Regions from separate parts of the Oryza sativa genome. Here region 2 is linked to region 1. Evidence: chromatin contacts called from public HiCAR-type data. All regions are on one chromosome and are shown on one strand. Each heading gives the region's core, a stretch centred on a gene start, on an enhancer-like site or on the middle of the called end of the contact. The rest is flanking DNA. Distances are from core to core; before and after follow the strand shown. Region 1 has its middle 8.7 kb from the start of LOC4327619. Region 2 holds the start of LOC136351052.

Region 1 (3,157 bases), core at 473-2,972:
ACTCCAATAAAATCATTCACAAATCCACCAAAACATCTAAAAATTCACAAATCCCCAAGGCTTTGTCTGCTTCGTTGCCGCGGGCCCTCTTGTGCCGCCGCCTCCCCTCCCGCCAGATCCGATGGAGGGGAGGACGCCGCCGCCCGCTGTCGCACGCCGCCTCCCCTCTCGCCGGATCCGGCGGAGGGGAGGGCGCCTCCGCCCGCCGCCTCCCGTCGCCTCCCCTCCCGCCAGATCCGACGGAGGGGGAGGGGGGGCGCCGCCACCTCCCATCTCGCCTCCGCTGGGACGCCGCCGCGCGCTACAGGCGAGAGAGAGAGAGAGAACGAGAGAGACCAGAGAGATCGAGAGAGGAGAGAGAGAGATATTGAGACGAGGCGATAAGGTTGGTTGACTTATAGGACGAGGCCGATGCGTCGGCCTGGATCGGCTTGGCTCAGTTTAGATAGGGGTAGGGTTTTTTAAAAAACCAGCACCTATAATTTATTATTGGTGTCGGTTTTAAAGAAGAACCGACACCTATAGTATAGGTGCCGGTTTTTCCTTTAGAAAACCGACACCTATATTATATTAAAGGTGTCGGGTTTTTAAAAAACTGGCACATATACTATAGGTGTTGGTTCTTCTTTAGAACCGGCACCTATAGTTGCTTAAAGGTGTCGGTTTTACGTGTTTTGAGTCCACGGAGGAGGGAAAAGCATTATAGGTGCCGGTTTTAGTTGTTCCGTCACCTATAGTGCCGATCTATATGAAGTTTTTTTTTACTAGTGGCCGCGTGTCTTTAAAGTGATATGGAGAAGATAGGAGATGAAACAATACTTACATATTGCCCAATTTATATTTCCAATACCTTTACATGGATCCCCCTCTCTTTCTCTCTATATCACTTATTAGTACAGTATATGAGACTGACACACCAATATTGTATAAACAATCTATAAACCGCTGTCCATGTGCATGAAGTTTTATTACAATTAACATACGTCAGTTTTAGGGACAAAATTGTAGATTACTCATTACTTCGTAGATACTGGATTTTACATCCTACCTCCATCGCAAAATAAGTGCAGCCGTGAGTATCCGTGTTCAACGTTTGATTGTTCGTCTTATTTGAAAAAATATAATTTTTTTAAAAAAATTAGTCACACATAAAGTACTATTCTTGTTTTATCATTTAATAACATAAAAATACTAATAAAAAATTCAAATAAGACAAACGGTCAAACGTTGGACATAAACAGCGCAAAACTGTACTTATTTTAGAACGGAGGGAGTACAAGCGAAGGGCGACGGTTGTTGTTGAGTGTAAATGTGGGTATACACTATATAAATAGATAAATATCCCACCGCGTTGCTGTGAAAAATTAAACTGCTTAATATGTAAAAATAAGATGCAATATGGTTATTAATACTAAAACAAATTTTTACATATGAATTTTGAGCCTAAAAGTAATTGAGATTGAGATTGCATGGTTTTATGATGGAAGAAAGAAAAGACAATTTAAACCATATATCTATCATTCTAAGTAGAAATAACTATGGTTGTATGGTTTAATGAGAAAAGAGAAAATATCATTAACTATATTTTGTGTGATGAACTATATACTTGATGATGATTTCGGCTAGCCCATCAAACAAATCATGGGCCATTTTCCTACATTCCGCATGATCGTCGATGGCATCTGAGATTTGAAGACGTGAGCAAACGGCCCATTTCCTTTCATACTTTGGGCCTTAGCATTTTTATAGGCCAGAGAGCCCAAGGGATGAAAGCAGCGTATCAGCCCAGGAGATGATCTGTTTCTCAATCCAGCTAGGCAAGAATGTGGTAGAAATAATATTCGCTGATGTATAATGGAAACAAATAGCCATGCGCATAAACGAATACGGGCATTGTATTCGAGAAATTCGGCACAGAAGGAGCTATGGACTATCCGTTACGTTAATCATTGTGACATGGATCTTGGTATTGCTAAAAACCTGCTATGTGCTGCCGTGTTGGCAACTTCGTAACTTCAGGGCTGTTCAATTTATAGCCAAAATAAACATTATGAAATTTTGACAATGTCAAAATTTTGTTAAGTTGACAATATTACTAAAATTTTGACATGATTTCTTACGTATTTATCAAAGTTTGACAACAAAATAAATGTAGATATTTTTTTATAACTTTATAAAAAAATTATATAGTCAAAAATGACATCAATCTGAATAACCCCTTCATTTTGCTATACACATTTGATCTATGAGCGAAGAGTTAGCCCGGACCAAAAGCAATCAACGAAGCAGATACAGTAATCGAATGCGAAGCGCTAGACAAAACCTTACCTGTGTGATCGCTGGAGGGCTGGAGGCTGTTCCACTGGGACCAGCATCATCTTAACCTTGCCCGCCGGCATCGAGGCCCTGAAGCCACCGCCGCCGCTGCCATCGCTACTGCCGCTTCCGCATATTTGCTGGGAATAAGTCTATTTTTCGTCCCTCATTTCTTGTGTCTGGTTGAATCACCTCTCTTATTCGCAAAACCAGATACAATGCCTCCTCCATCTTTAAAAACCAATGGAAATAAACTCTTTCGGTTGGTTTGAAAGCGGTCTTATCCTAGTCTACGTGTTGTTTATGGGACCCACATGTCACTGTGAAAAAAAACAAAAATTTAACAGCCCCCACATACCTGATCTAATTTTCTTTTCCCTCGTCTCTCTCTCGCCAGGTGGCGGCAGCGGCCAGCCTCATCGGGGCTACGGCCAGAGTTCCGACTCCGATGGTAGCGTCAAGAGCCATGACAAGTGGTTGCGATTGCTTGAGGATGACGACGGTGAGCCCCATGCATGTTCTGCCCAAGGGTGGCCCACCATTCCACCACCGCGAACAGCTGCCGCGACTTGCCATCCCCGTCCTCCTTCGACGTCGGCACTCGGCACCGGCGTTCCCTGCCCGATAGCACGTACGCTGGTGGCGGACTGGGCGACGTCCACCGCACGGATGAGGTCCAGCTCGACAAGCCGTAGCACCGTGGCAGCCGCAGCCGCCATGCGACGGCGGCCGTCGTCACCGGCGCCCACGAACGTCACATACTCACGTCTTCTCCTCCTCCGACTAGCTTGCTCAGCCCATCCATGGCGCGCACTACAACCACCACAACAACTTGCGAGGT
Region 2 (3,157 bases), core at 438-2,937, 33 kb before region 1:
GAAGTGAACCATGAAGCGGAAGTCTGTTGGTACTAAGGTAGAAAAGAACGCATCTCTTGAACAACACGGCACCCATACAGAATTGCAGATATGTTAGGACAAAGCTTCAGAAATGTAAGCCTTGTCACAGGATTATATGGCATGATAATGTGAATAAACCAACAGATGAAACTTTAACTGACGCTTGAACTTCCAACCAAAGTTAATAATGAAGGCATTAAACATAACCAAAGCAAAACTGATTATCACTTACAGACTGATCAAGGTAATTAAAGCAAAACTGATTATCTGCAGTAGCTAGCTTGAACTTTTCCTCCAGTTGAATCATTAGGTAAACAAAAAGATTTAAAGCTAACAGTTACTATTTGTAATATGGCGTAACTCTTATATAAGCAAAAGCAATAAGAAAACTAAAACCAAGTAAAATCGTTGTGCAGTTTTGTGGCTACGACAATATTCACTGCGCTAATCAACAACAGATACTTGTAGACTATGTTTGTGAAGCATTTCAACTGCTAGCATATATAGGACACGAGTGTCCTATATATTTAGCTTTAGGAATTTCAAAGATTCCCAGACAGCTGATGCTAAACCATGATCAAAGTCATGTGTCCTGTCTGCAACTGCAAGATTATATATAGTAAAGAAATGAAAGCTTGTGATGAACTCTGAAATCTGCAAGTATTTAACGAAACAATAACAAAGTTGTGTACCTTAATTTTATTCCAGTATAACAGGGTTGCTCAGAGATTCATTGGACACTATACAACAAAAACACAGCTGCGTATCCGGATGAGGATTCGATGATGGTAATATAGCTTATGAGTATTACAATGCAGCAGCAGGCAAAATAATCTGAGAAACTTTGGTCGAGATAGAACAACCCTTCAATATGTTTGCCTTGTAAAACAGTCTGTGCATTTCTTCTGGATGGAATAATGACCATGTAAATCATCATTTGTAGAGTAAAGATTGATGAGACTAATCAATAGAACAAAATAATTAAAAATAACAAAAGGCAGACCAGTGAATTAAAATCCAGATCTGAAAGGAAAAGAAGCAAATGCTAGATTCGGTACCAGGACTCAGTTTTCTTTTTTCAGCAGAGTAGTGACCTAACTGGAGCTGCCTGCCTCATCCTCATACGGCAGCAAATGGAGGAGCGCGCAAGTGGCTGGATGTTCGTTCATCTTGATGGAGCTGACTTTCTCATGGGAGTGGACGGCGGTGCAGTGGCTGGCACACTTGCTCCACCCACACCCAAATCTTAACCACATATTTGCAACATAAGTTACCCGAATTGATCAATGTAGAAGGTATATAGAAGCAAGCATGCACAAGAAGAGCAAGTCAGACCCTGGTGTAGTAGTGGCCGCAAGCTGGCGTAGCTGTGCGAAGAAGCGGACACAGACGGCGATGGTGTCGACATCCCTGGCTCTATGAGGAGAAGAAGGTAGCGGCGGTGCGGGCCAGTGACTCCGCGAGAAGATGGCACCGCGCCCGGCTCCGTGAGAACATAGCGCCGGTCGCTGGCTCCGTGGGAAGGTGGTGGTGCCGGCCGCTGGCTCGAGGAGGAGGTAGCGACGGCGGGCGGGCGGCCGCTGGCTCGGATGTGGTGGGGACGAATGCGAGGAGTCGCGGTGGCGGCGGCGGCGGCGCGTAGGAAGGGGAGAGGAAATGAGGGATTAGGGCACGACCGACTGGGAATTGGGGGAGGTGATGGGGAGGTGGACGGTTGTGATGTGCCGTGACTGCCGGATCGGACAGCTGATGTGGGGAAAGGGCACTGTTATACTGTAGCAGATCGGAGGCCTCTCAGGGACCGATTTACTGTCGATAGTGGCCGAGGAAAACTAAAGATTTAATATTATACACCCGGTGGATTTTGGAACCCACCAAGGATGAGGTGCCGTCAAGGACGATGCCGTCCGGATCCCCACATTTTGCGCTATCCGTACAGTTTCGGCCGTCACCCAACGTGCCCGGCGCCGCTGGTACAGACTGATCCAGGCCATAACCCACAGGCCAACTACACCGCCCTCACGTGACCCATCGCGCGCGCGGTGATGTCATCTGACCACGGGCCCTGCCACTCCGCCGCGTCGCTGCGCCACTCCCGCTCCCCTCGCCGTCCTCAGCCAATCCCCAGTCCCCACACCGTTAATAAAGCCTTTGTGCTGCATTCTGTGCCCAGCGGCGCCTGCCAACCTGCCACCCACCGTGCGGCCCTTTGCTCTGGACACACCGCCCTGCCTTTGGCCGTGTCCGCATAAACAGAAGGCGCCGCAGCACCAGGAAGTTTAAAGGAGAGACTAGAGAGTAGAGAGCGGTAGGGGATACTGGTTGTCTACCCGCGAGCGGCGGGAAGTGCGTGGGCGTGGGCGTGCGAATCGAATCGCGCGGTGTGGGTCGGGCGAGCGTCGGCGTCGGCGTCGGCCGAGCCATACAGCTCTCGTCTGGACGCGGGCTGCAGCGATGGGACGTGTGCCTGGGGTAGCGTGCGCGTCAGAGTCCGGTAGGTCCTGTTGAGAATATAGACATATAATGATTTAATATATTCTATAAATAAATCATGACATTACATATGTATACTAGCATTAACGCATCATTAGATCTACACATGTAAACTAAGCAGTAAAACATGAACAGATCAAATATGCGCAACATGTCGAAGACGTACCGAGGTGGCGGTCCCAAAAACCTTATTGCCGCCTTCTCCCGGTTCAGGACGTCGAAGGCAGATGTTCCGGAGACCTGCTCTCCCGATCTCAGGTGCACGTCGGCGAGCGGGATGGAGTAGTCTACGAGCGACGGCGCAACACAGAGGAGGAGGCAAACCCTAGATTGATTTCGTGTGTTTTGCGTGAAGGCGGCGGCTCGGTTTATATAGAGATAGGTCGCTTGATCAGGGCGCCCGCACGATCTCCACTCCGCGTAACCGAACCGGATAAGTCGCGCGTAACTTATCCGGACTCCACGCCGTTTTCACGCACCGGATTTTTCGGAATGTTTCCAAAACAAAACAAATCCGAATTTTCCTGCAGCAAAACAAAACTGTAAAAGGAGGCTGCATCTGCGCAAGGGTGAGGAGCCAATTTTACGGACCATTCGACACGTACGTCATGCACGCGCACCTGCCAGGCGAGGCGAGCGACCG

The links. HiCAR-type assays count read pairs that join an accessible place to other places.
Region 2: a contact with region 1 is called in a HiCAR-type map of leaf, with 7 times the contacts expected there. The contact joins the promoter of LOC136351052 here to the enhancer-like site in region 1. A contact is called at or near these places in 13 of 15 Hi-C or Micro-C datasets (leaf, leaf mesophyll, panicle and 2 more) and 4 of 4 datasets of contacts at active chromatin or transcription factors (leaf and seedling).

What each region holds. Positions count from the first base shown.
Region 1 is chr1:34,362,241-34,365,397 of ASM3414082v1, reverse strand. No RefSeq gene overlaps it. Among protein-coding and RNA genes, the nearest start is that of LOC4327619, 8.7 kb to the right of the region's middle. Within about 2 kb of position 1,722, at least 15 of the 15 cell types and tissues checked have open chromatin away from gene starts, as enhancers often do. A contact at or near this core is called in leaf, panicle and seedling, where this site is marked.
Region 2 is chr1:34,395,666-34,398,822 of ASM3414082v1, reverse strand. It overlaps LOC136351052, which reads right to left and starts at 1,687. Exons shown (of 2, transcript XM_066304583.1): 1 at 1,357-1,687; 2 at 1-1,266. It overlaps LOC136353578 (a long non-coding RNA gene), which reads right to left and starts at 2,826. Exons shown (of 2, transcript XR_010736882.1): 1 at 2,681-2,826; 2 at 2,358-2,522.